Regions from separate parts of the Mus musculus genome. Here all the other regions are linked to region 1. A link is a contact called in public Hi-C and promoter capture Hi-C data. All regions are on one chromosome and are shown on one strand. The core of a region is the stretch at or near the end of the contact, and the rest is flanking DNA. Distances in the headings are between cores, read along the strand shown.

Region 1 (6,783 bases), core at 3,472-5,971:
TCTAGAGATGTAGAGCAAGGGTCAGCATACATTTCCAGCTTACCTGGGCCCTTCCCAGCAGGGGTTCAACCTCTTTGTTATGCTCAATGGCTGTCTCAAAGGACTGCAGGAAGTTTGATACAATGGGATCCACGACTTTTTTGTTTGTCTTGTATTTTTCATGAATTATCTTCAGTAAACCACATTTCTTTACGGTACCTACAAGATTGAATTAATTTACAAAGGATTTAAAAAGTCAGGTTCTCAGCTATGCTGTCCAAAGGTTATAGTCTAACAAAACTGCTACGTCAATCAAAAGGAGAGGAACATTTTCTAGGAACACACCAGCTTCGGGGCCCATAATCCTAATTCACAGGCAAACAGCTGATTTAAAACCATCTTACAAAATCAATCCACGAAACAAAGAGTGAACAGAAGGGCCATGGCTGAGCCTCTAGGCATCCCCCTCACCATTAAAGGCACCACAGTAGTGACAAGTGCTTTTCTTCCGGCATTTATCTGAGATCTTCTTCTTCAGGCCTCGCTTCTGCAGGTAGGTTAGGCCAGGCCTCTTCAGAAAATCTAGAAACTGCTGCTTCTCTTCCTGGGACAGCATAATGTGGCAGCAGGTTTTGCAGATCATCTTTCAAAGGTTAAGCAGAATGGAGACAAAGATAAGAGGCTAAAAAAAAATCCTTCCTCTTTAAAATGTCACCTCTGGAGCTACTGAGATAGATCACTGGGTGAGGTGCTTGCTGCCAAACCTGATGACCTAAGTCCAATTCCTGGGAGCCACAAGGTAGAAGGAGAAAACTGACTCCTGCGAGTTATCCTCTGACCCCCATTGAGTGGCTCCCCCCACAAATATATATACATATACACACACAGACATATATACACACACAAAATAAATAAACACTACTACTAAATGTCTCTGCTTTGTTGTGTACATGGAATGGATTATCACAAACTAAGATCTACTCATCATGGCAGCCCGTGTTCCCAGGATGTTGTCGGTGCTCAAGGCCAGATGGCAGGATTTTGTTGCTGTATTCTTCTTTGTGTCTTCTGTGTTGGAACTGTTATTATTTTTGTACAGTGTTTGATTGAACCTCGGGTCTTAGGCATGCTAGGCATGCATATCAATGAACTCTAGCTACCCTACCATCTTTTTTTGTTATTTAGTTCAGGCTGATCTTGAACTCACGTCTCAAGCTAGCCTCAGTTTCGCAATCTTCCTGCCTCTGCCTCTCTAGCCCTGTGATTACACGTGCACATCACCAGTCCTATAGTTTTTAACAGTTGGAATCTGGATTTTTAAAACCTTAAGACAGGTTTCATTGCACAGCCTGAGCTGGTCTTGGACCTGAGATTCTCCTTGTCTGCTTCTTGAGTGCTAAGGTTCCAGTATATGTTACGCCTAGCTTAGCACGGCTTGCGATGAATAAACTACCACTTTCAGTTGGGCAGATTTTTTTTTTCTTTTAACATGTATTTATTTCAGTGTGAGCTACAGCTTATGTGTGAAGATCAGAGGACATTAGGAGTCAGCTCTCTCCTTCAACAGCGCGGGACCTGGCAAGTGACTCAGGTGCTCAGACTAGCACCAAACGCCTTACCCAGTAAGCCATCTCTTCTGCAGCTATTGCTTTCTCAAGGGAAACAGAACATTAGAGAATCTGTAAGGAATTTAACATAATGCAAGATTGCAATACTATGGGCACAGTATAGAAACTTCTGGATATACCCCTCCTCAGCCACAGTTCCTGGGTTCCCTCCAGTGTCCCTGACCCCTCGCTCACCTGTAAGATACCAATGACAGCCCTGAAGTACCCGACATGAAAGCACGGTAGCTCGAGATCAATGTAGCCATAGTGGCCGAGACAGTCCGCCAAGTTCTTCCCACAGGTCTCACAAGGACGATCTTTTTCGCTCGTACCCTTTGGAGGAAAGAACACCCAGCCATTGGTGGAGAGCACAAGAAAGGGGCCCAATCTTCCTAACTCACAGCCAGCTGGGACCAACGATTTCACGTGTCAACTGTGGAACACTGGGAGGGACAGGGCCTTACCATTCTATGGTCAAGCACTCCATACAACAAGGGGGCGTGGTTGTTGTCTTGGCTGTACAGGTTCTTACTGACAACCTGGATATGTGCCTGCTGGCGCATCTCCTCAGGGGACTTCATTCCAAAACAGATATGGCTTCTGCAGTGGGAACAAACCAGAGAAAGGTATCAAAGCCCATGGATCTAGGCACACATGGACACAACCAAAACCACCCTGCCCTCTGACTCCTGGACAGGCTCGTTCCACCAGACCCAGACAGAGTTTAGTAACTGGGTCTTCAACCCTTTATCCTACGGGAAAGAGTTTCAATTTTCCCTCATGAGACGTTATTGCTCTCAAGGTCACTCCCTTGGTGGGCAAGCTAGTGATGAACCTATCTTTCTCAGTCTGGACTTGCTTCCTTATCTCTGCTTTCAGGTTCCCTACACCTTCAGTGCCCCTCTCCTCTCAGTATATTCTCCTTTTTGGGGGGAGGAGGAGGGTTGAGGCAGGGTTTCTCTGTGTAGCCTATAGTCTAGGCTGGCCTCGAACTCAGAAATCCGCCTGCCTCTGCCTCCCAAGTGCTGGAATTAAAGGCGTGCTCCACCACCACCCGGCCTATACTCTCCTTTACTGTCTTCATTTAGTCCTTTTGGGTCTTTTGAGGTATCTTCTTCCACTGCTATCATTTGCATATTGGACACCCCCCCCCCCCACCATTCTGGGTGCCACCCTTCCTCCTCTTCATTGCACAATCCTCCCAGGGATGCCCTTTGTTTGTATATATAGACGTCTTCGAAATCTCTTTACGTCAGCCACCTCTAGTTGACTGGGCATGGGCATCTCCAACTCAGAATATCTGAAAAGTTACATCTAGATCAAACGTGTGCAGGCTTCCTCCCCTTTGCCATTTTCTAAGAAACACAAGCAAGTAACAACTTACATGGACAAAGAGTTCATCTAGAGATACTGTGCTGCTTTGAATAAAAGACTTTATCTGTTTGGAGTTGGGGTAGGAGCACTAACTGTTCATAAAAGATAGAGAGAATTAAAATAACATGGGATGATGGTACAGTCTGATGGGACACCAGGGTCTGGTCAGAACACCTCTCTGCAAAGGTGATCTTCCAGCTGAATTCTAAGTCAGACAGAGCAAATAGGAGAATGAAGATAGGAAGCAGAAGGTAAAGATTCCTTGGCCCACAGGCACTGGGCATCACCAGAGAATCACAGGCAAGCGGCACAGACAGCTAAGGGTACAAGATGAGCCCAGTAAGGCCTGCAGGGGCCAGGGCTTGGGATTTAGGAGGGAATCAAGTGTCAGCATTACCAAGAGCTGCTGGAAGATCCAGGTGACAGAGATCTAGTTTGCATCTGAAATGAAGGGTCTTGCTCTGTAGCTTGGGCTAGCTTCAAACTCCTGACTGCCTGCCTTGGCCTGAGTGGCATAACTATTGGCTTGTGGCTCTGCATCCCTGGGCTGCTGTGTGAGGATCCTTTCATGTGAATAGGGTGCGTGTGAAGGACTGAGATGGTGGACTGAGAACAGTCGGAGGTCACCCAGGTGACACCTGTCCCAGTGAACAGTAACACAGAGTTCCTCCAGTCTCATTTTTCTTACCTCTGTCTCTGCTTCTCTCTTCCATTTTATGCCCTATGCCCCTTTAAGTTCACTTCTCTCCAAAGTCCCCACATCCACCTCAGAGCCCTGGACCCAGCTCAAGTCACCATCATTGCCAGTCTAGATCCCTGCCATGGCCTCAAACTCTGTCCTGGCCAAACACTCCAAAAGTCTGACACGCCTTGCAAGACTCACATAGTGTAAGTCCCCTGCTTCACGTCTATCAGTCTACCTTGTCCCTCCAGTACGTGTTTTAAAAGGAGCCTGGTCTGCACCGAGCCCAGACTTATTCATTACTTGGTGCTCTCAGTCTCCTCTCTGCTGGTCGTTGCATTTGCCACAATCATGGCTGATTTGTCTACTCTACAACAGACCAAGCAGAAAGACTGCATTCTGCGGGACCTTTAGTGCACAACACTGTCCTCAGTACATTCTCTTATGTAAGTTGAAGAAGCAAAAAGATCCGCCTTAGCCTCCCCCCCCCCCGCCAAAAAAAAAAAAAATCAAACAACCAGGGCTTAATAATTAAGCTTTGAAACAGAGAGCCCAGAAGAGCAGCTTGGTTTCTGAGCCTGCCACTTTCTAGCTGACAACCTTGAGTCAGCACACAACTGTGTCCTCGTGCCAGAGGAAGAGGTCCGCTGAGAGTAATCAGCGCAGGGATTCAGGAGGTGGCATCTTCGCCCAGAATGCCCGTTCTGACACTGTTCCGTCCATTGCACTTTCCCCGCTATACCTCACGGATCCCCCACCCCCCACCCCAGGATCTGAAATCCCATCCTGGAACTTTTTTCTTCGCTCCCTTAACAACTGTCCCTCTCCTGGGACACTCTGGGACCCGGGACCTCAGCCTCCACCTCACCCCCACCCCTTCGGGGGCGTCCTTACATTTTCTTAGCCACATCCGTCTCGCGGAACTGCTCCTTCACCATGGTGCCGGCTGGCCGGACGCCCTTCTCGGAGCTGCGACTACAAAAACCACTGTCGCCGCACCTTCCCGGGGTGCTTAGGTATTTAGGAGTAAGGAAGCTGCAGCAGCCTCCCCGGCCACCGTAGAGCGCCGCACGTGCCGCTTCCTCTTCCGCCGCCGGACTTTATGAAGAGAGGCTTGGCAGACGCTGCTTTGAGCCCTCCTTCTAGATCGCCATCTAGCGGCTCCTTCACGAAAATGCACCTAGGCCGCGCAGATCAGTGGGGGAAAATGGCTTTTTCAGGTGGGTTTCTCAAAACAGCAGAAGAGGCCGGGCGTGGTGGCGCACGCCTTTAATCCCGGCACTTGGGAGGCAGAGGCAGGCGGATTTCTGAGCTCGAGGCCAGCCTGGTCTACAGAGCGAGTTCCAGGACAGCCAGGGCTACACAGAGAAACCCTGTCTCAAAAACAAAAACAAAAACAAAAAAACAGCAGAAGAGACGGATGGACCGCTTTTTTTGTTTGTTTTTTTTTTTTGTTTTTTGTTTTTTGTTTTTTGTTTTTTTGTTTTTTTGTTTTTTTGTTTTTCAAGGCAGGGTTTCTCTGTGCAGCCCTGGCTGTCCTGGAACTCGCTCTGTAGACCAGGCTGGCCTCAAACTCAGAAATCTGCCTGCCTCTGCCTCCCGAGTGCTGGGATTAAAGGCATGCGCCACCACGCCCCGCAGTTTTGTTTTTTTTTTTTTAAATCTCAAGGTCAAAAAGTTACATCAAATAGAAAAAAAAATCAAACAAGGACCGGCGCGCGCGTGTGTGTGTGTGTGTGTGTGTGTGTGTGTGTTGTTGTTGTTGTTGTTGTTTCCTGAGAAAGGCTCTCCATATATAGTCCCGACGGGTACTGAATTTGCCATCCTGTCTCCATACTCTCAGTGCTCAGTTACATCCCACCTGGTATAAATAAGTAAATTTACATATCTATTTACATACTTGTGTACAAACATATATACAAACACATATAAACACGCTTATTCTTACACAGCATATGTAATATATATGTATGGTTCGTTTTGAATTGTGTGTTTTGTAAATAGATGCAACAAAAACCCACCCAACCCTTCAGCTCTCCAAGGAGAGAAAGAACGGTCTATTAAAAACTGCCAGAAGCCGGGCGTGGTGGCGCACGCCTTTAATTCCAGCACTCGGGAGGCAGAGGCAGGTGGATTTCTGAGTTCGAGGCCAGCCTGGTCTACAGAGTGAGTTCCAGGACAGCCAGGGCTACACAGAGAAACCCTGTCTCAAAAACAAAACAAAACAAAACAAAACAAAACCAACTGCCAGGCCACCACTAAGAACAGTAGAAGACAGCTCCCAGCAGCAAAGCCTTGCTAGGTTTTAGGGACTTATATGGCTGGAGTGGGGCCAGCTCAGAAAATCCCGGTGGTTAGCATGAGAACTCTGTTGGGCAGGGAGGAGACTGACAGATACAGCCAGGAGCCTTCAGCCAGCTGTTAAGGGCTTCTGAGAAATGCTTTAAGTCTGTTTCCTAGCAAGGTCTGGTGGGGTCCAGACCATCACTTTAAAATAGTGCCGTCAGCACTGCCGTTTGGGGGCCTGCTTTGGGGACTTAACATACTTGTGTGTGTTTGTGTGTGTGCAGGCAGAAGTGCAGGTTGGTCTCCTCTGCACACTAAGCCCTGTACTCGGGTATTTCCCTTGGAATAATGCTGTTAATTCATGTTTGCTCCACTTTATGCAAAGCATTAACTTCTGGTTCAGGCAATATTAAAAGCTTATTTTGTGTCAGATCAGAGATTCACACACATACAAAAAAAAACCCAAAATATATTTTGAGATAGGTTCTCTCTATGTAACCCTAGTTGGTATGTTGGTGCTTGCTTTGTAGCCCAGGATAGCCTCAAGTTCTTGGCTAATCCTCTTATTTAACTTCACAGATTGGTGTGGTCATTCATAGGTGTATGCCACCACAGCTGGTTCAAATAGATAGTTTCTTTCTTTTTTTTTTTTTTCTCCATCCAGAGCTGGGCATTGAACTCAGAGCCATTGCATACTGAACAATGTAGATTGTACCCAGAGCCTTTGCATATTAGACAGTGTTCCGCCACTGAGTGGACCTACATCCTCAGTTCTTTTAAAATTTTAACTGGAGCCAGGATCCAGCCATGTCATCCAGGCTGGCTGGATAAAAACCAGTCTTTTAAAAACTCACA
Region 2 (7,227 bases), core at 3,133-5,632, 9.0 Mb after region 1:
GCTTGGGGGGGGGTAGGTTGTGGGGTGGAGTGGTGGCATTAGACCAGACATAATTATTTGTTTTTGGATTGATTCCAAATTTTAAATCAGAGAGGATTACCAGTCCAAATGTTAACACAAATAATCCCAGGCAATTCAGATTAGTTGAGATTTTCATACTTTAACAAATCCACCAGAGATGCAGACAGAAACAACTGGCATATCCTGAAGAATCTGAATATGTACTGTGCATCAAAATGATTAAAAATTCACTTGACATTTTTAAGTCATTTAAAACAGAAAAAAAAAAATGTTTTTTCCTGAAAACTCTAAAGCTTCCTGAAGGTTTATCTACCACCAAGAACCACAGCAGTCTCATGCACTGCCTAAGTAAACTGCGGGACACTATAGGAGTATGGTATTGTCTTCTCGTTTAAAGGCTAGTAAGGCTGGCTTAGACATGCTGCATAACCTGAACTAGCTATGTCACAAAATTAGTTACATGTGGAATATGGAGTGGGACTCAGAGATGATCCTAAAGACATGCTAGCCACCTCCTATGTTTTGGTTCCTAAACTTTTTTAAAAACTTGGCAAATTTTAACCAAATCTGATATTGCTGAAGATGTAACAGGAGATGTAGGCTATTTGTTCTATTTGTGATATAACTTACATCATACAGAAAATGGCAAAAAATTTCTCAAAGGCCCCCCACCCCCAACACACACACACCCCGAAAGTGTTCAGAGATCTGCAGCAGGCTTTGGTAGGGTGAGGCTTTTCCTGTCCTTTAAAGGAACATAATTCACTATGTAACCATGCCTTAAACCCATAAGCTTCTTGGAATAATGAATTTCCCATTTTCCCATCTTCCATAGTCTTGGAAGAGTATGTCATCAGAAGGCATGGTGCTCTGAAGCAAATAGAATTTGCCACTCCAAGAAAAAAAAATCTAGCTTTTATCAAAAACCGTTGCATAAGTCTGATAAGAAACAAATTAATAATTTTCTCTGATTCTTACTTCTCTTGCCTGAAGTTTTCCAGTCACTCAACAACTCCAACGAAGAACTTGCAGAGCAGATGCCACACTTCTAAAGACAAACTACAAGGAAGCAGAGGTTCCTGGACTATCTTAGGCACACCTACTGCTCTGAATGGCAGGATGACTCATGTCAGTACTCCTGTCACCTGTTAGTGAACTCTGAATCCTGAACCAGAGCTGCATTAGGGTAGGAATGCATAGCTCCTGAATGGTTAGGCCGTGATCAGGACTGAGACAACAAGCATCACAATTCAAAGAGCAAGTGATTCATGTGTAAAGCTCCAGGTTGTGACTTCCTTGTCCTACATCAGTCAGAAATCCATACCACTGACTTGACCAGTCATCTAGAGAACTGACTCCTAAGTCAGACATACTTCTACACCTGAGGTAAAGTATCTCAAGTATGGAGATGACTCAAATTTGTCAAGTGACAGGCAAAGCAAAGCAACAAGAAGCTGGCTCCTATTCAGCAACCCCTCGATACCACTAGGATGGTTTACAGCTAGTTATTAACAACAAATTACTCTTTCACTGCCATCTAGCATCTTCTCCAGCCTATTTCCATAATACTGGTCATGGATTATGATCCTAACTGTATTCATTTTGGTACAATTTATTCTTTAGCTTGGGACCCAGAACAGTCTCAAACTCATCTTGCCTTGGACTCCCAAATCCTGGGATTACAGCATGCGCCACCATTTGTGCCTCAGTTTACTCTTACACTAATCCCTTTCCAGCTAACTTCTCTCAGGATTACAAGGAGCAGGAAGCATATAGTTTCCTAGTCTGTCATGCTGATAAAACTCACTAAGGTAACATATTCTGTTCCTTTCAAACACCAGACAGATTATTTTTAAAAGGGGTGGGGGTTCTTTGTGCAAAATGATGACCCAGAATAGTATAGTAGTGATGAATGCATAATTAACAAATAAACCACTAAAAAGTATACTCTATAAGGGTAACTCTTTTATGTGAATTAAGTATCAAAAAAAAAAAAGCTGTTTAAACAACAGAATTTAGAAAACAACCTAACTGAACCTTTGTAGAGTCTGAATCACTCAAATAATTTCTTAATTCTGGAGTCCCTTCCAGAACCCAATATATTTAACAAGATAAAGCAATAAAAGTTTGCTGTCTCAAGATCTATATCTTATAGTAACAAAGTCATGTTCTTATTTTTTTTCATTCCTATCTTACCAGTAAATAAGTTCATCTGAACTACTTTCATACTGAAAAGATACTTTTCAAATAGTGGAAATGCACCAAAACTTGGATTTTTAAACCCATATGCTTTGTGAGTTGGTTAAATACAAGTTAAGATTTAACCTTTCTAGTAAGCACCTCTAAAGAAATTAAGCAGCGCTGAACTACTAGAAATATTTGTAAGATACATTTACATGTTGATTTTCAAACTTAAATCATCGAAACCCTTGTGAAATAATAGTCACAAAAAGATAAATATGGCTCACTGGGTAAAGGTTCCTGGAAGCAGGGGAACCCAGTTCCATGTCCAGACCCCACAGAAAGGTGGAAGAAGAGAATGAAGCCCACACAGTTGCTCTTAGGCTTTCACATGCACACAGTGGCATGTGTGACCCCACCCCACAAAAACATCATGCAGGCACACCCACCGTCATAAGTTTTTTTAAGGGAGATAAATGCAATCATGCTAGATTCTTAATGAAACATCACTGTTGTGTCTGGGTGTATTCATACATGACTAGAGAAAGCTCTTACCTAAAATACTAGAAGTGGACAAAGTTCTCAACTTTGATGACAGAGTACCAAGTAAATCCCCTTTATCTACAAGACACTGTAAGTGTTTCATTTGGAGAGTTTGGAGCATCTCTGACTTTTAAGTATGGCTACTCAACTTTTTATGACTATACACACAAGCCATAATCCTCTATTTTATTAACTATATAGAAAAAAATCAGGAATAGTTAACCTAGAAGTGAAAAAGTGATTCCAAACCCTTTGGTGGTCTTTAACAGGTAACATCCTCTATTAATTTATGATCTAGCCAACTGAGAGTGGTATGTGACACATCTGAAACTTCGTGGAGAATTTAAGGCTTTATTTTAAATTTTTGTCTATAAAAGTCTTTCAATCAACCCAATGAGTATGACTTCCATGCTTGGTGATGGGGAAATGATGCAAAATAGGCCTCTAAGTACCATTTTGATTACTTCGTCAGACACAGAAGTAAACCTTCCAAGTTTAACAGCCTCAATAAGAGAACTGAAGTAACCATTACCAATGATACGAAAATTGACAAGGGGGGGGTGGGATTTAAGAATAAAGGTAGTATATTTAAGCCAAACCTGGATATTCTTCCTAACACTATCCTTGGAAGTTCCAGTCAAATGAGCCAAATACCTTACTTAACATACATCCCTTACATAATCGTCTCATTTAAAGGCACATCTATTCTGTTCCATACTACCCTAATTTTTAAGGGTCTTTCTCTTGGCCTTCACATCTTCTCCACCTGGATACAGCACTAACTGTTGCCAAATGAATGAATGAAATAAACATGTTCTAACTGACCAGGTACTTGGTGGAAGCTGATCTCAAAACACAATAGACCGGCAGACCAGAATTCTACTGAAAAGATCACTTAATTTCAGAAGTAAAAATAGAAACTACCGGACACTGTGCAGTCAACATGATATTAAATTCCCGGTGGGATGGGAAACTTTCGGGAATAACAATGTAATGCGTTCCTTACGGTACTTTACAATGGACTTGGTTCTACCTTGTCTGGACTAGGAACCCAAGCGCAAGACAAAGGGACAGCGGCGGGGGAAAGTCAAAAGGTCAGCGGCAGGCGCCCCTCTCAAGGCGCGGCCCGCAGGCCGGCGCGCTCGCGGCCACCCGGCTCTTCTCGGCGTCGCGGCACTCACGTCCGCACAAAGAAACCGCCCACAGTCAAAACACGCTCCCCGTGGGTGCGGGAGACGTATGCACGGTCGCGTCGGCCCGACCTCCGCGGGAGCACCTCCGAACTTGCCGCCCACCCGCTCCATTTCCCCCCGCGCGACGTGGAAGCCGGCCGGAGCGGTGAAGCCAGGTCGCGCGGAGTGGACCACGCCCCCCGCTGCCCCCGCCGCCCGCGCTATTGTTCCCGCGCCGCCCCCGCCCCGCGCGCGTTCCCGGGAGGGGGTCACGGCCGGGGAAAAGCGGCGGCCGCCCGAGCCGCGGCGCCCGCGCACTCACCCGGCAGTGCAGCCAACGGCGACCTGGAAGCCCGTAGCGGAGAACGGCGCCGTCCTGCGGTGGCCGCGGCCGCTACTCAATCCTGTTCGCGGCTCCGCGTTTCGGCCGCAACGTCCGGCCTCGGCCGCTCCGCTGACTAACAGAGACGCGGGCCGTCAACGCGCACGCCCGCCCACGTCATCGCGCAGGGCCCCGCCTCCGCGCCGGCGAGCGGCCTAGGGGCGGGCCAGCCCCGGGGGCCCGGATTACGAGGGCGTGGCCCCGCGACTTGGGCGTGGCTACACTGGGGGGCGGGCTGCAGTAGCGGAGGTTTTCCCCTGAGGGCGGGGCCGCGAGCAGCGTCTGGGCGGCCGCGTGTGAGGGGCGGGGCCGGGAGCAGCAGGGGGCGGGTCTGCGATGGCACGTGGCGGCGCGTGGCGGCGAAACACCAGTCATAGCTTAAGCCTGCATGGTTGCTAGCCTCGCGGGGAGGAGGGGTTAGTGTTTGAAGGTCAGGCACGCGTGCCAGGGCACACACCTGAACCACGGAGAGTCCTGGTTTGACAGATACTCTTCAAGGGCCTACCACCCACCAAGGAGTAGATGTTCTCTAGCTCCCTGGAAGAAGTTACCTCCTTTTACCCCCCAAACCCTCCTGCTCCAGATTTTTTGCCTTACCTGATTTACCTGCAAGTCCTTGCGGCTCTCGCAAATATTAACTATTCACGGATAAACTGACGAGCCTCGACAATGGATGGAAAGGTATTTAAATCACTATCATTCATGAGGCAAAATATATTTAGCACTTTAAAGAGTTCAAAGGCATTCTCGCCAACAACGGAGAATATCACTAAGAGAAAGAAGCAACACATACATATAGAATGATTCTACGTTTATATAAAATATATTACATGCACAGTATATTAAACTTGGAAAAAAAGTATGACAATTGCTTTGACAGTAGGAAATAAAGGGCAGTCTCTCTTACACCTGTGTAGTATACTGTGATTTCCAAAATATACAAATATGTATTGAGTAAATTCAGGTAGACTGTTCCCATTACATGTTAAAATGGTCTTTCTCCAGGGATGCTATCATGAAGCAAATGTGAGCACTCATTCATTTATTCTCCCCCCATTTTATCTCTCAGCAATTTTTTAATTTTAATTTCTTATTTCTCCAGTAAATATTTTATTGCTTGCCTATTCTCTTAAAGGCAGTGTACTAGCACTAGCAATAAGTAGAACTTATAGAGAATTCTTGTGGTATCAAGATAATAAACTATACACCAAATCAAATCGACACTAAAATGCAAATTAAGGACACATCCAACTATGAAAGGAACCAATGTATTAATAAGGCCAGGAAAGCCTTCTCTAAGGAGCTGCCTCCTAATTTGAGAACAGGTTTGACCAGGGATTATGTCCGAGTTAACTTGATGTGCGAACAAGGAGTTCCAGAACGGGGTAGACTGGGAAAACTGAAGACAGGCCAGCTCTATTGGGACACCAAAGAAGACATTGCAAAATGAGAAGACTGATAAAAACAAAATCCTGTGTTGGAGGTGTTTTTATTACAGGTGTAATGGGAAGGCCCTGGTATGTCTTCAGCAGTGGAGAGCATGATTGTACTGACATCTTGACAAAAAACAAACAAACAAACCTCTTATCACAGAATGCTTTTCTTGATCTCTCAAGGTGGGCCTCTTCTCCCTCTACAATTCTTACTAAAAACTTTCTTCTCTTCCAGAGTATGTTTCTACTTATAGTTCATAGGTCAAAGGTACTGCAGGACATGTATAGATCCCCTGTGGTGGCAAAGACAGCACCCTTTTGTTGGGGTTGGTCTTGTGCACTGTGTATTCAGATGCTGAGTTCTGCACCCCAAGATCAGGCTGCAGTCTGAAAGTGGGCATTGTGCTGTCAAGAATGCTCCCCAGTAATCTCTGATTGGTGAATAAAAGGCTAGAGCTTGTGTCTGGGCAGGGGACAGAGGAAGGCAGGACTTCAGAGAGAGTGAGTGGATCTCAAGTAGAGACCAAGAGGAGGACAGAGGAGAGGGAAGAAGGAGGTCGCCATGAGTCAGGATGGACCATGAGCACATGGCCAAGAGAAGCTGAGGACAGACATGGAGCAGAACCAGACTCAGATGGCAGGTGACAGGGCATTTACCTTATTATTAATATCCTAACGGTGGGGGTTGGAAAAGCTCAGAACCTGTCCTGCACAGTGCCAGCAGTTTGTTAATAAAGTCTGATGTTTCTGTGTTGCTTACTCAGGAGCTATATGGGATAGAGTGGGGCAGAACACTCTCCCCCCTCCCCCATAAAATTACCACTCTACCCTCTTCCTGGCCTTTTCCTTCGGATGACTTTAGGGAAGACCCACTGTTATGGCTTCCCCTGTCTGTTCCATTGGCAAATCTCTCCTTATCCTTGAGATGCCAAACTGCAATTCCTACCAGATGGGCAAGCATGCATTCTATCAATAACCCTTGGCAGAAGGATGCCTATGAATTTCTAGCTTTTGCCAAAAGTACCTCAATTAGAGGTTGGTTTTGAAACTGTTCTTTATGGTGCCAGTAAGTGACAGGAGCTTCTAACACCCAGTTAAAGAACCCTTGTCTGTGGGAGGCAGGATTTTGAGGCCCTCAGCAAGCAGGTATGATACATGTGCCTACTGTCTCATTGCCAGGGCCCTGTAATAGAACAGGATTTGCCTCACCTCCCCAACTCAGAGATGATCCCGGAGGCCCTCTGATGCTAATGAAAAGACACAGAGCCTTCAGGAGAGCAGAGGTGAGAAGACAAATTGTTCTCTAATACAGTAGGATAACCAAGATGAATGATACTCAGTTATGTATTTCTCTTTTTTTGTTTTTGTTTTTTTTTTTTGGTTGTTTTGTTTTGTTTTGTTTTGTTTTTTTACGAGACAGGGTTTCTCTGTGTAGGCCTGGCTGTCCTGGAACTCACTCTGTAGACCAGGCTGGCCTCAAACTCAGAAATCCACC
Region 3 (6,913 bases), core at 3,465-5,964, 5.5 Mb after region 1:
TGTCCCCCACCACCACCGACTGACTTTGTTTGTTTGTTTTATGTGTATGAGTGTTTTGCTTACATGAACATAAATGTACTGTATATGTTGGAGGGGTGGAGGCAAGGAGGAGACCAGAAGAGGGCAGTGGATCTGCAAGTGGCATTTTAAGATTTTATTTTGACTTAGGTGTGTGTGTGTGTGTGTGTGTGTCTGCCTGCTTGTGTGTGTGTGCGTGTGTGTATGTGTGTATGTGTGTCTGCTTGTGAGTATGGGTGCCCATGGAGGTCAGAATAAGTCAAATCCTCCTGGAACTCTTGTAGTCAGCAGTTGTGAGCCATCTAAGATGGGTACTTAGAATCTAACTCTTGTTCTCTGCAAGAGCAGGAAGTGTTCTTAGCTGCTGAGTCATCTCTTTGGAAATTGCATATTTTATTATTTAGAGAGATATATCTTTTTTTAAGATTTATTTATTTATTTATTATATGTAAGTACACTGTAGCCGTCTTCAGACACTCTGGAAGAGGGCATCATTACGAATGGTTGTGATCCACCATGTGGTTGCTGGGATTTGAACTCAGGACCTCGGGGAGAGCAGTCAGTGCTCTTAACTGCTGAGCCATCTCTCCAGCCCAAGATATATCTTAATTCTTGGAAGTTTATTGACTTTATTATTAAAATATCAGTTGAGAAAAGATTTGTTTTACCTCCTTGGACCTCCTTGGCTTCATGGCCAGCTCTCTTCACTGTTTCTACCCCTCAAGAATTTAATGCTGATATACACATGCCAGAGAGAGAGAAAGAGAGGGGGGAGAGAGAGAGAGAGAGAGATCCAGTTTAATAAGCAGGAGCTAATTCTGTTAACCTCTTTTAGGTAAATGTCTGCTCTGAGAAGCAGACAACTAGACATACACACGTGTAGAAGGAAGCCATCAAGCGGTGAAGAGCGGCTCGTGCAGGAGAAGATGGTGTATGTCCAAACAAGGATTGCTCTGTGTCCCCACAGATGAATGAGGTCATGCTGGGAATTCCCTCTGCAGGATCTAGCCTGACTGATACGCAGTTCTATAAATGTACATGTTTGTCTCCTTATCTTTTTTTTGTATAGTTTACTAAAGTATTAATATAGTTTTAAGAAGTAAATATTTCTAGGTTGCAAAACTTAATTGTTCGTCTTTATATGATCATACCCAAAATCTTTGATCCGGAAGAAATAAAGGCCATGTATTTAGTCCTGGAGTTTTGTTTGGTTGGTTTTGTTTGATTGGTTTTGTTTTTGTCTGGCTTTTCCAAGCCATCACCCCCTTCTCCAGTGTATATAGTTCTGTTAATTTTGCCTTTTCTCAGCTTTTGAAATACTGCTCACTGTTACTTTGCTCTCATTTATAAATAAACCAAAACATAATTATTTCAGTAGTACATGTAAATTTGCTTTTGAATTTTTAATCTTTAATATACTTACTTTGTAAATGCATGTTGTCTGATTTACTATTAGATAACACCGTCAGGATATTTATAAGGCCACAGTCATCAGAAATGAGCTTGAAATGACTGACTGTATGCTCCCCAGTCTTGAAACCCATGGACTTCACTGCTGTCTTTATTGCTGTGACAAAGACTATGACCGAAGGGAACTTGGGGAGGAAAGGGGTTTTGTTTCTGTTTTTGCTATCTTATAGCTCACAGTCCATCGCGGAGGGAAGTTAGGGCAGAGACCATGGGGAACACTGCTTACTGGCTTGTTCTCAGTGCTTGCTCAACTTGTTACGTTGTACAACCCAAGACCACCTTCAGGGTGGCACTACCCACAGTGGTCCTCACACAACAATCCATCAAGAAAATGCCCTACAGACTTCTCTATAGGCTGTGTGATAAAGGCATCTTCTCAACTGAGGTTCCTCTTCCCAGGGACTTCTAAGTTCTGAAAAACTAACAAAAGCAAACTATAGCCCAGGCTGGCCTTGAACTGGAGCCTGAGCGCTGCCTGCCTGCCTCCGGGGTACTAAGGTTACGCATGTGCGAGCCGCAGCTTGCTTAGCTTACCCTAGTCTTGTGGACGGTGACTACATAAAATAGGCCCTGGAATATTATAAAAGTAATAACAGTATATGCCAGTGTACAAAGGCTGAAACCAAGTTTTTAGGTGAAAGCTATTTATATCTACTTATCAGAAATGGGGATGTAGTATCACAAGCTACTGGTGTTGAAAGAGAAAGAAAAGTGTAAGTTTTGGAGTAAGAACAGTTCTACACTCAGTTATACTCAACCTCTTTTATGTTTTTAGTTGATTCTTAAATTATACGAATAAACGTGAGGGCTTAGAGCTCCACAGCATCCTAGATTGTGTGGCTGTGAGTGGCAGAAATATTGTAGTAAGAAGAGCATGGCCTTTGAAGGTGACTTAGTGTAAGCAGTAGCTTCTCTGTGCTTGGGATCTAAGAGCCTTTTCTGACTGTCAGGATTGCTGCTAGTTCTGACTTCCTCTCTCAGGACCCCACAGTCCCTGCATGCAACTCATATTTAGCAGATTTGTTCTGCACTTGAGTACTGGAGCCTGTAACACAGGACCTGTCCTCTGGTATATCCTGTATTTGAAACTTGCCTTTATCCAGTAGCTTATAATTTTGAGTCATGCTTTGTCACTTATGAAAGGAAATCAGGAAGGGTAGACCAAAGCCTGGCAGTGGTGGCGCACGCCTTTAATCCCAGCACTCGGGAGGCAGCAGCAGGTGGATCTCTGAGTTCGAGGCCAGCCTGGTTTACAAAGTGAGTTCCAGGACAGCCAGGGCTACACAGAGAAACCCTGTCTTGAAAAATAAAGATGGACTGTGCTAAACTGGACTTTGTGTTGGCTTACTGAGACAGTCGCATGCAGTCCAAACTGACCTTGAACTCAAAATGCTCTTGCCCATCTCAGTTTCATGGGATCCCAGGGACGCTCCCCACATCCAGCTCAGGTCATTTGACTCCTGTGTTCTCGCCGTCTTCTGAGGCTTACAGAAGCACACTTCTCGTGGAGCTTCATTGTAGCGTTGGAGAAAGTGCATAGACAAAACAACTGCACACCAACGGCCCCTAGGTCTAAGGAACCATAATGAAATGACACCCTGGAGCAGGGGTGGGGAGAGCTAAATCAATCCAGCCAGACACCACACTGGAAATTAGGTATGTGGGCTGGTGATAAAGCCAAGCTTTGACATTGGCTGCCAAGCCTAACTGACCCTACTCCTAGGACCTGTGTGGGAGAAAGAACTTCTTAGAGTTATCCTCTCACCTCCACATATGCACCTTATGCAAGAATGTATACACACACACACAAAACAAGATCAAATATAGCTTCATAGACCACAGGTATGGGAGGGGGGTGGGTGGTCCAGGCTTGCTCAGTAGGTACGAGCATAAGATGTGCTCTCTTGAGGACTTGAATTCAGATCAAAGCACTCATAGAACAAGGCTTGGCCAATACCTTGTGCTCACCTGTAACCCCAGGTGTCAGATAGAGACGGGATCTCGTGGCTCAATGCCTATCAGCTGAGCTCTAGGTTATTGAGAAATCCTGTTTCAAAGAAGTATTGTGGTGCAATAAATGAGGACAACCTGATGTTCTCTGGCTCTGTGGGCATACAGCACACGCACGCACGCACACACACACAAATGATGAGCATTAGATCAAGTAAAGTCTTGGAGGTGGTTGGCCATAAACTGAGGCAATCCTCCTGAGTGTTGGAATGGCATGTATACGCTGCCACAACAGACTAGTTTGCAGTAAAACGCTGAGCAGCTGTAGGGATAGATGATCAGGAACTGGACTAGACAGGAACCCCATCTTAGAGGCTGCTGTTGTCATCCAGCGGGAGTTGGCTAAGTAACAACACATTCAAAAAAAGTGAATGAATTCAAGATAATTTTAGTCACTTGACTATTTGTGATGGCTTGGGTGAGCAGCCAAATTACATATCTGATTTATTGTTGGGGGCTTGTCATGCCCTGTCCCACCTCCTATGGTGAATGGGAATTAGGAATTACATATTTGCCAGGAGGTGGTAACACATACCTTTAATCCCAGCACTTGGGGCCAGAGGCAAGAGGGTCTCTGTGAGTCCGAGGCCAGCCTGGACTACAAAGTAAGATCCAGGTTCAGCCAGGGCTTCATAGAGAAACTCTGTCTCAAAATAAAAGACAAAAAACCAAATCTGTATTTAATCTTAACTTTGCAATGATTTGTAGAAATCTTATGTATAGGTATCAAATGGGTAAAGGCATGAAGTTCAAATAAGTTACTCAAGGAATATGTCAAGAAGAGACCGAGTCCCAAAGAACCCAATCAGAGGCCGATCTGAGCAGGACCAACGAACTGAGAACTAGCAATATTATGGAACCTCTGAGTGAAGACCTGTGGAGTCAAAATGAGACTGATGAACCTCAGACTCGCGCGGAGCACTCAATTTATTAGGGTTAAGTGAGATAGCTTAAGCCTTTAACTTCTGTGAGTCTAAATAGGAAGTTCCAGGCTAGCCAGGGCTAAAAATAAATTTAATTGATTAACTGTATTACACTGGAGATGTAGCTCATTGGTAATAGGAACATGCTCACTATTCAATGGTGCCTGGGTTCAATCCCCATCATCACCAAAAACAAAACAAAAACAAAAACAAAAAAAAAAAAAAAAAAAAAAAGGAAAAACCAAAACTCCAACCCTGTCATGCCCTCCACGTTCCCAGAATTCTCTAGGGGCGACGCCGGTGGCGGCCATTTTGACTGTGGGCAGCCAGGGGACGCCGCGCCTGCGCAATGGTTCTCCTCTGACTGCTGTGGCGTCGGTGTCCCAGAGCCCCGGGGCTGGTGGTGGTCCACGGTGGCAGAGATGACCCAAGCCGAGAAGGGGGACGCGGAGAACGGGAAGGAGAAGGGCGGGGAGAAGGAGAAGGAGCAGCGCGGCGTGAAGCGGCCCATCGTACCCGCGTTGGTCCCCGAGTCGCTGCAGGAGGTGAGGTGCAGGGGGCTGGCCTTGGTTAGACCACTGCTAGCCTGGGCCTCTGCTGCTGGCCGGAGCCCAGGGTCCGGGCGGAGCCGGAAGCATCCGGGTCCCCTCCCATAGGTTCCTTGTGCAAAGTAGCGCGGTGCAGGGCAAAGCCAAGGCCGCGGTGCACAGCCTCCAGGTCTCAGCTATAAGACGTCACGATTTAGCAACGGCCTGGCTCTCAGGGACGCCAGCAGATATTCAGGGATGGTTAGGGCTCTAACCAGTTTCTTTGTTTGCAAATCTCACAGTGCAAGTCATTTCACGTTTAAAAGCAGGAAAAAGGTAGCCTTTCCTTAAATAGACATGAATAATATGGCAATAACAGCACAAGTTTAAGTAAACAACTTGGAGCAGCATGGCTCACACTCTCACTCACCAGGGCTTACTGATAAGTAAAGGAAATAAATTCCTATAGGGAAATGGGCCACGGCAGTGCACAGCTCCCAGAAGAAATAGGGAAGGATCGGCCGTTGAGGATTTCCTGTGGACCATTTCAGAACCTTCTTCCTCTCCCATAGGTGGGTTGAAATATCTAACTGGTAGGGCTGCAGTAAAATGCATAGTGTGGTGTGTGGGATAGGCTAGTTCAGAGGACCCACAATGTCTCTCTTCCAGCCTCGACAGGAGGGCAGAGGTCCCAGGAGGCTAGAGATTTAGGGTGAGGTTAGAATGGTTTTAGAGCTATGCCAGGTTTATCTGCATTTCTCAACCTGTGGGTCGTAAGCCCTTTGGGGGTTGCATATCAGAGATTTATATTATGATTCGTAACAGTAGCAGAATTACAGTTACGAAGTAGCAACAAAATAATTTTATGGTTGGGGGTTACCACAACATTAGGAGCTGTGTTAAAAGGTTGCAGCGTTAGGAAGGTTCTGGGGAAGAGAGACTTGGATCTGGAGAGGATGTGAAGGATTGGAGACATAGCTGTTTAGAATAGAGAAAGACGGTAGAGATTTTCAGTGTCCACACAAGCTCGTAACCCAGCGTCTTCATCGAAGCTAGTGGAGAATTTTGGAGTGGGACGCTAACTTGATGGCGTTGTGCTACAACGTTTTCGTTTGCAGAGCTTACACTTGAGAGCCACTCAGCTGAGTTACCAATAAAAAGGAAAAAACAAAACCTTACTGTTTTAAGCACGTCCAGGTTTACAGTTTTATGGTGGATTTCAGATTGAACAGTTAGCGTTCTCTAAGGCCGACAGTTCTACATCCAGGCTGCCTGACTAACTCTGGCATCCTCACAAGAACTTGATGAGGTGTAGGGGGCTGCATCAGAGCAAGTGGCAGGCTGAATTTATAGCATATCTTCCGGTCCCTTTTCTACACTCCAGTGAGTCTCGTCACGTGCTTTGACTATCCCATACCCTCTGGGGCACTTGTGCTTCATGGACGTTTCTCAGTCTTGGGTTAAGGAATGAATAATTTCCAGGAAATGATGAGTGGGGCATACTACTAGGTTTCTTTCCTAACACATTAAAATACATAATTACTAAAATAAAAATTGTCCATACTTAACTGCATTTTCTATTCTTTCTTTCTTGTTTGTTTGTTTATTTGTTTGTTTGTTTTTTCGAGACAGGGTTTCTCTGTATCGCACTGGCTGTCCTGGAAACTCACTCTGTAGACCAGGCTGGCCTGGAACTCAGAAATCTGCCTGCCTCTGCCTCCCAAGTGCTGGGATTAAAGGCATGCGCCACCACACCCGGCTTCTCTAGATGTTCTTCGTTCACGTATATACTGAAGCCCGTGGGTTTTTGATAACGTCCAGGTGTCCCTCATGTGTTTTGCCCTTTCGATTGGCAGATGTCCTCCATAGCACAGTGACACTGACAGCATGTACTGAGACTGGGTAGGAAACAAGACAGACACGCCCTCTTCACTAGGGTTTGTTGTACGTCCTGGAAAGGAGGAA
Region 4 (7,471 bases), core at 4,326-6,825, 9.8 Mb after region 1:
ATTAGTTTACTACACATTTTTTTGGAATCATAGACTGATACCTTAAAAGGTAATTCTACAAAAATACTTAAGTCAGATGTGTACAAATCTATAAATATAAAACATATTACTGTAGTCTTTAAGATTTTCAGTTCTTCTCATGATATTAAAGAGCTCGCAGTTTGAAATATGCTCACCACTGACACACCAGTTCTATAATTGTACAGAATTTCTGGGTTCCATTCTCTTATAAGTTTTGAGAACTGTCCCAAATTGATTTATAGATTCAACATAATCATCAAAATTCTGAATTCTTTACAAAGATCAGCAAGATCTTAAAATTTATATGGAAATTCAAGTGGCATAGAACCAATCACAAAAAAAAGAACAAGGTTGGAATATAAAACAAAACTATAATGAAAGGAGAAAGGAAAAGAGAGAGAGATCAAGAAAGAAAGGGAAGGGCTGGTGAGATGGCTCAGCGGGTAAGAACACTGACTGCTCTTCCGAAGGTCCTGAGTTCAAATCCCAGCAACCATATGGTGGCTCACAACCATTTGTAATGAGATCTGACACCCTCTTCTGGTGTGTCTGAAGACAGCAACAGTGTACTTATTATAATAATAAATAAAAATCTTTAAAAAAAAAAAAAAAAAAAAAAAAAAAAAAAAAAAAAAGAAAGAAAGGGAAGAAGGGATAGAGAGAGGGGGAGGGAAAGAAAAGGGAAGAAGGGAGACAGGGAGACAGGGAGGGAGGGAGGGAGGGAGGGAGACACCTATAAAACAAGCACTTGGAAGGTGAGGACAGACCAGTCTCAGTCACACAGCAAGTTTGAGACCAACCTGGGCTACATGAGACCTTGTCTCTAAACAAATGAAAAAGCTAGAATAATCAAAAAGTGTGGTGCTGATATAAAATGAATGAGGGCCAGAGAGGTGACTCAGTGGGTCAAGACACTTGCTGCCAAGTCTAATGGTCGGAATAGATTCCCAGTTCCACAAAGAGAACCTACTCCGGAAACCTGTCCTCTGACCTCCACACATGTGCTGCAGCAGCACACCCTGCTACATACAAGAGGAAAGTTTTAGTTAAAAGAATGGCCACGTGGATAAATAAAATGACATAACAACACGTTTAGTCAGTTTTATTTTCTACACAATAAGTTAAGACATATAAGTATATATATCATATTATATACACAAGATAACACTTAGAAAGGAGGGAAACACTTGCAAACACATATCTAACAAAAAACTTAGAGTACCAAAAGAATTCTCACAGTTCATTAGTGAAAGGGAACTAAGTGAGGTGGTAGATGCCTGTAATACCAACGGTTGCCAGAGATCAAGAGTACAAGGCCTTCCTCAGCTACAGAGAGATTTGTGGCCAGACTATGCTACATGAGACCCTGCCTCAAAAAAATAAATAAAAGGACATTCCAGGGATCAAGGCTTATGCCTGTAAACTCAGTACTGAAAAGGCAAGACTGCCTACGATTGGGCTATGTAAGTTAATGGCTAAACCTAAGGTATAAAACAAGACAAGAAAGGGTGAGTGAGCCAGGTATGAGGGCGTATAATTTTGATTCCAGCACTCAGGAGGCAGAGACAGGTAGAGCTCCTTAGGTTCAAGGCAAGACTGGTCTACAAAGTGAATTATAGGGCAGCCAGGGCTACACGACAAGTATAAAAGACATATAAGCAAACTTTTAAAATGAGCAAAGGATCTAAAGACACATCCCTAAAGCCATGTACAATAAGAAGCCAACAGCAAGGTGCTCAAGCTAACATCATCAGACTTCAAGCACAGGCCAGTGATTCCACTTAACACCCACTAGATGCTATAATCAAAAGGACAGAGACACACTGGTGAGGAGAAATGGGAGCCCATCTACAAGGACAACAGGTATTAAAATAGTTCAATCACAGAAACAATCTGATAGTTTCTCAAAACGGCAAACACAAACTTACCACACACCTACACTTCCCACCTAGACACCTAAGAGAACAGAGAAAAGATTTCTACACAAAAACTTCTACAAAAATGTTCATAGCCAGGTGATGGTGCCACACGCCTTTAATCCCAGGGCTCCAGAGACAGAGGCAGGTGAATTCAACACCAACCTGGTCTACAGAGCTAATTCCAGGACAGCAGAGCTACACGGAGAAACCCTGTCTTGAAGGGTGGGGGAAGTGTGACACTGTGGGTATAGCTCAGTGATAGATCATGAAAGAGAGAAGTACAACCAGGCAGTAAAGTGGAGAGTGACACGTGCTACATCAATGAATATACTTTTAAAACATGTTCAGTGAAAGAAGATAACCTCTAAAGATCATATACTGATTACATTTAAATAAAATGTACAGAATAGAAAACGTATACAGCCCTTCAAACTAAATAATTCATCCAATGATTTTTGCTCATATATTTATATGTATAAATTCCAGCTCTCTTCTAAAATCTTTTTTCAACTAATTGAAAGCACAAAAGAACACTATGAATCAAGAACAGAGCAAGATTGTAAAATAGCAAGGAAAAGTTGTATCAACCCCAAAGGCAGAAAACCAATTGGTCTTTGTTGAATGCCATCAAAGACTAAAATTCCTTTCAAGTTAAATTTTGGTCTCCTTTTGAAATGGAAATTACTATGCATAATTAAATTGTAATTTGGATATTATTTGTCTACTTTACACAGCAGTCAGATGTAAAATTAAGTAGAGCAAATATATGCTTTTTGGATAAGAAAAGATAACAATTTTGGAGTCAAATATGAAGTTTGACTCTTCGCCCACTTATTAGATAGGGGAACATCCAACAATGTGCCCCCAAGCCTCAGGCTGTCCTTGTAAGTAAGGAGTCACAGTACCTCCTTCTGGAAGAAAGGAAAACTCCATCTGTGTTCTAAACAGGGGTTAAAGAGGCGGGCCTGGAGAAGTTCACTCTTTCTCTTGGGGGATGTGAGAGAGTTGGGGGGAGGGTTCCTCACTATATAACCCAGGCTCCAATCCAAATCAGAGATCACCCTGACTCTGCCAAAGAGCATGGGCATGTGCTAACATGCCTGCTCACTCTAATTTTTAAAACCTACCAAGATTTTGTGTAACTTGCACGTAATGTTAAAACATTAGATTGTTAGATTTTGTGTAACTTGCATGTAATGTTAAAACATTAGATTGTTAGATTTTGTGTAACTTGCATGTAATGTTAAAACATTAGATTGTTAGATTTTGTGTAACTTGCATGTAATGTTATATTTTGTGTAACTTGCATGTAATGTTAAAACATTACTAAAATGTTTTAATAAAAAACTATATTCTCAGGTTCTCAGAGTTCTAAGTTTGTTTGCTTCCTCCCTTCCTCCCCTTAAGACAGTGTCCTTCTGGCTATTGAGTTCATTATGTGACATGAATGTTGTGGCCTAAATTCATGGCAATCCTCCTGCTTCAGCCTGATTCCTCCTGTGCTGAGATTACAGACAGCACCATAGACCTTATCTATTTTTAACATACTAACACACAAGAGATATGAATTTTTTTTAAATAAAATAACTTCTACAGTTATATTTCTTTATATTTCTTCTCCCTTCGAAAAATGTCTTCAATTTAGGTAACTAAAGCATAGAAAAAGTAATATTAAACTTATTTCTTGTTTTTTGTTTGTTTGTTTGTTTTTTCGAGACAGGGTTTCTCTGTGTAGCCCTGGCTGTCCTGGAACTCACTTTGTAGACCAGGCTGGCCTCGAACTCAGAAATCCGCCTGCCTCTGCCTCCCAAGTGCTGGGATGAAAGGTGTGAGCCACCACGCCCAGCTATTAAACATTTTTTAAGGCTATGACTATCAGTAAAGAAAATTGATATGGTAGTTTAACAGGCAATCCCACTGAGCTACACAGTGAGCTACAGACACGCCTGGCTATAATGTGAGACTCTTGTTTCAAAACAACAATATATCAAAAGATATGCTTCCATGTGCTCACAGACACTAGTCAGGCTAATGCTTAAACCTCAGGATTTGGGAGTCTTATTCTTTTGAAACTTTAGGTTCTAGGTAGAATGTTTTGTTTTGTGTAATATAAAATCATAGAGTGATAATATTATCAAGTGAAAAGGAAATTTGGTACCTTAATCTTTTCACATCAAGCCAAAATCATGCTGCAGGCCGGAGAATCTTTTTTGCTAAAAAAACACAATACAAATATAATTAATGGTTATCATTTATTGTTTATTACAAATATAACTATATTTTATTATATCAACCACTGTTTATATTGATGTAATTAATATTAATACATAATAAATACAGTTAACGGTTATCACTCAGCAAATAAGATAAGATATAAGTCACTGGGAAGGAAAGCTCAATATTGCTTTAGAGTTCGCTGAGATAAATGAATGCAACTTAACTGGTCTAGGTTGTCACTTCACGTGTACAAAACATTTTAAGAACTAAGAATTTCTCTTTCATGCTTAGTAGATGAATAAAGTCATGTAAGAGATGAATAGTGTCACAAAGTCCAAGGGTTTACAAAATCGCCAAGGCACTCTGGGGTGATTTTACTAGTAATGTGGCACGTGATAGGTAGCTTGACTTAAAGGATGTTAGTGTGTGTGTGTGTGTGTGTTCAACTGGATTTTCTTGTAGCTTTGTTTGAGAAAAATGAGTATCTCATGTTGCCCAGGCTGGAATCAAACTCTATCCTCCTGCCCCCACCTCTCAGGTTCTGGGGTTCCCAGAGTGTAGCACTCAAGCCTGGCTACCATTGTGAAAATTATAACTTAGTAATCAGATCCTAGACCATTTAAATAATATGTGTATGTATATATATATGTATATATATGTGTGTATATATATGTGTGTGTGTATATACACACACACACACACACAGGATGTCACATTCCTTTAATCTAAGCACTCAGGCACTCAGACAAGGCCAGCCTGATCCATAAAGTGAGTCGCAGAAATTAAATATATATACTGAGACATTATATTTCTAGTTTACTTTAGGACGTGATTCCAAAAGAGGGGCACACACTCAGTCAATGGTGGAGTTACAACTATGTGCGGGTGTGCTGACTCAAGCCTGTAATCCTAGCACTCAGGGGAGTGGGCTGGGGGAGCAGAAGCAGGCAAGTTCCCATGAGTTCTGGGCAAGCCTGGGCTACAGGGGCCCTGACTTTTCAAAAAAAAAAAAAGGTAAAATAAAGTGGCACGCGAAAGAGTCAACAATGCTTTGCATAACTGTTTTACCTCAAAATCGCTGAAGTTGCCTACAACAAATTAAAACCTTGTGCAAAGTAAAGGCCTGTGGGGTCAGGGCCTCCCTCCTGTCCTGAGGCTTCTTGCTTTCCCGGTTCCTCAACAGTCGGATTCGGGATGAGTCGGGATTTGCCCCGCGCCTCTTCGGCTTCGGCGCGGCGTCACTCTCCGGCCGGCCGCGCAGCGGATCCGCACACCGTTCCGGCCCAAGGCGGAAAGGAGGGGCCTGGTGACTCATGCGGCCGGGGCTGCTGGCCAGCCAGCGAGGCCTCCCTGCAGTCCGCTTCCACCTCCCAGGCCGCCGCGCGTGCACACGGGACCGACCTTCCGGGCCGCGGCCGCGTCCGACCGCTCTCAGGAGCCCAGGCCTCCGGGCCGCAGCCCGCGCGCGTCCACGCTAGCCCCGCCCCCGCCCGCGAGCATGCGCACCAAGCCCATCTGCAAAGGCGCGCCCCCCGCCGCCGCAGCCGCACGCGCCGCCGCCTGGAGGCCGGGCAAGGCCGCGGCGGAGGCGAGGCCCAGCGCCCTGGGCGGCGCGCGGCCGCCGAAGTCCGTCCTCCCGGTGGGGCGACAAGCGGCGCAGGGGAGGGGACAGCCAGACAAGCAGGAAGCCGCGGCTTAAAAGGGCAGCTCGCGCCCAGCCCTTCCTCCCCGCGGTCCAGGCCTGCGAGCTCCGGTCTTTACAGCTCCCGCCGCACTCGCCTCAGCCCGCCGCCGCCGCCATGTACCGCCGTCTGGGCGAAGCGCTGCTGCTGTCCCGCGCCGGGCCCGCTGCCCTGGGCTCTGCGGCTGCAGACTCAGCCGCGCTGCTGGGCTGGGCCCGCGGACAGCCCTCCGCCGCCCCGCAACCCGGGCTCACGCCGGTCGCCCGGCGCCACTACAGCGAAGCGGCCGCCGACCGCGAAGACGACCCCAACTTCTTCAAGATGGTGGAGGGCTTCTTCGACCGCGGCGCCAGCATCGTAGAGGACAAGCTGGTGGAAGACCTGAAGACCCGGGAGAGCGAGGAGCAGAAGCGGAACCGGGTGCGCGGCATCCTGAGGATCATCAAGCCCTGCAACCATGTGTTGAGCCTCTCCTTCCCCATCCGGCGCGACGACGGCTCCTGGGAGGTCATCGAAGGCTACCGGGCCCAGCACAGCCAGCACCGCACGCCCTGCAAGGGAGGTGAGCGCCCTCCGGCCCCTTTCTGTCCTCCCTCCCCTCCAGACTCCCGTAGCCCGGGCCGCTACTCGGCCCAGCCCAGTTCTGCAGGCCGTGCCCCGCTTCGGGCTCCCCCGCCTCGGGTGTGGCAGCCTTAGAGGATACTGATTTTTTTTTTCCGCCCTAAAACTACCACGTAATATGCCAGCCTTTTTACTGGGCAAGTCTTCACCCCAAGCCTCTGCTTGTGTTGATGCTGACTTCACTGAGGACACTGTACAGCTTTTCTTTAGCCTCGGTGCCTGTCATGTCATAGACCGTGAACCCTTAACGCCAGCAGCCGACGATACAAGAACAGAGAAAAATTATCTTCTTTTTGGAGTTGGAATCTTGAAAGTTTGATTAACCAGCGCAGCTTACTAATCTTCTAAATTATTATAATTTTACACTGATGGCTTTTTGTGTTGTGCCTCTTTTCTCCCCTTGGAAAATGTAAAATATCGAGCAGAGTAAGGTCTCTGACAAACAGGGCGACCTGACATTAAATCTAAAGGGTGTAGACTACAGAACTGCCTGCCAGCCAATAGAATGAAATAGCCCTGGGGGTGTGTTCTTGTCCTGGCTAGTACCAGAATTGAGCCTAGGCAAAAGGTAGAGTCCTTAGGGAGTTGAATCAGTTAGATTTGGTAGTTACCAGGGTATCCTGTGGTTTAAACTTTTGGGATGTGTGTAGATTGGCTTACAGCCTTTTTTTAGGGAAGAAAAATACGTTTTTCATTTTCTCTCCACTACAGTACACAATCATACAGCGTTAAAGGTGCTTTAAAAAAAAAAAAGACTATTAAAAGAAAAACCACCTTTTTTCTGTTGCTTAAACTTAATGTATTGAGTAGGAGTCTTGATGGAGGTTGAATTGGCAAGTGAGCAGAGGTTAGACTAGAACAGTGATTCATTTCATTGCAACTTCATAACTGTAATTTTGCTACTGTTAGGAGTAGTTATGTAAATATCTAATAGGCAGGATATTTGATATGCAACCCCTTCAGGGGTTACGGGGGACCCACAGGTTGAGAATTGCAGGACTAGACCTTTGT

The links. Promoter capture Hi-C pulls out the DNA fragments that hold promoters and counts their contacts. A called contact is a pair of places that touch in the nucleus more often than the background predicts.
Region 2: a contact with region 1 is called in a promoter capture Hi-C map of pre-B cells. The contact joins the promoter of Mapk8 here to the promoter of Polr3a in region 1. A contact is called at or near these places in 1 of 39 promoter capture datasets (pre-B cells) and 1 of 484 Hi-C or Micro-C datasets (CD4 T cells).
Region 3: a contact with region 1 is called in a Hi-C map of the G1E-ER4 cell line, with 8 times the contacts expected there. The contact joins the promoter of Actr8 here to the promoter of Polr3a in region 1. A contact is called at or near these places in 2 of 39 promoter capture datasets (the HPC-7 cell line and embryonic stem cells) and 5 of 484 Hi-C or Micro-C datasets (CD8 T cells, the G1E-ER4 cell line and memory CD8 T cells).
Region 4: a Hi-C map of pre-megakaryocyte-erythroid progenitors shows a contact between it and region 1, with 10 times the contacts expected there. The contact joins the promoter of Shld2 here to the promoter of Polr3a in region 1. A contact is called at or near these places in 2 of 484 Hi-C or Micro-C datasets (CD8 T cells and pre-megakaryocyte-erythroid progenitors).

Annotation. Positions count from the first base shown.
Region 1 is chr14:24,482,337-24,489,119 of GRCm38.p6, forward strand. It overlaps Polr3a (polymerase (RNA) III (DNA directed) polypeptide A), which reads right to left and starts at 4,722. Exons shown (of 31, transcript NM_001081247.2): 1 at 4,537-4,722; 2 at 2,051-2,186; 3 at 1,782-1,919; 4 at 451-622; 5 at 44-198. The coding sequence starts at 4,580.
Region 2 is chr14:33,442,776-33,450,002 of GRCm38.p6, forward strand. It overlaps Mapk8 (mitogen-activated protein kinase 8), which reads right to left and starts at 4,383. Exons shown (of 12, transcript NM_001310454.1): 1 at 4,240-4,383.
Region 3 is chr14:29,973,623-29,980,535 of GRCm38.p6, forward strand. It overlaps Actr8 (ARP8 actin-related protein 8), which reads left to right and starts at 4,715. Exons shown (of 13, transcript NM_027493.3): 1 at 4,715-4,966. The coding sequence starts at 4,844. Selenok (selenoprotein K) reads left to right here. Exons shown (of 5, transcript NM_019979.2): 5 at 854-1,452. The coding sequence ends at 857.
Region 4 is chr14:34,304,942-34,312,412 of GRCm38.p6, forward strand. Shld2 (shieldin complex subunit 2) reads right to left here and starts at 5,576. Exons shown (of 10, transcript NM_001360074.1): 1 at 5,226-5,576; 2 at 4,099-4,153. It overlaps Glud1 (glutamate dehydrogenase 1), which reads left to right and starts at 5,786. Exons shown (of 13, transcript NM_008133.4): 1 at 5,786-6,401. The coding sequence starts at 5,957.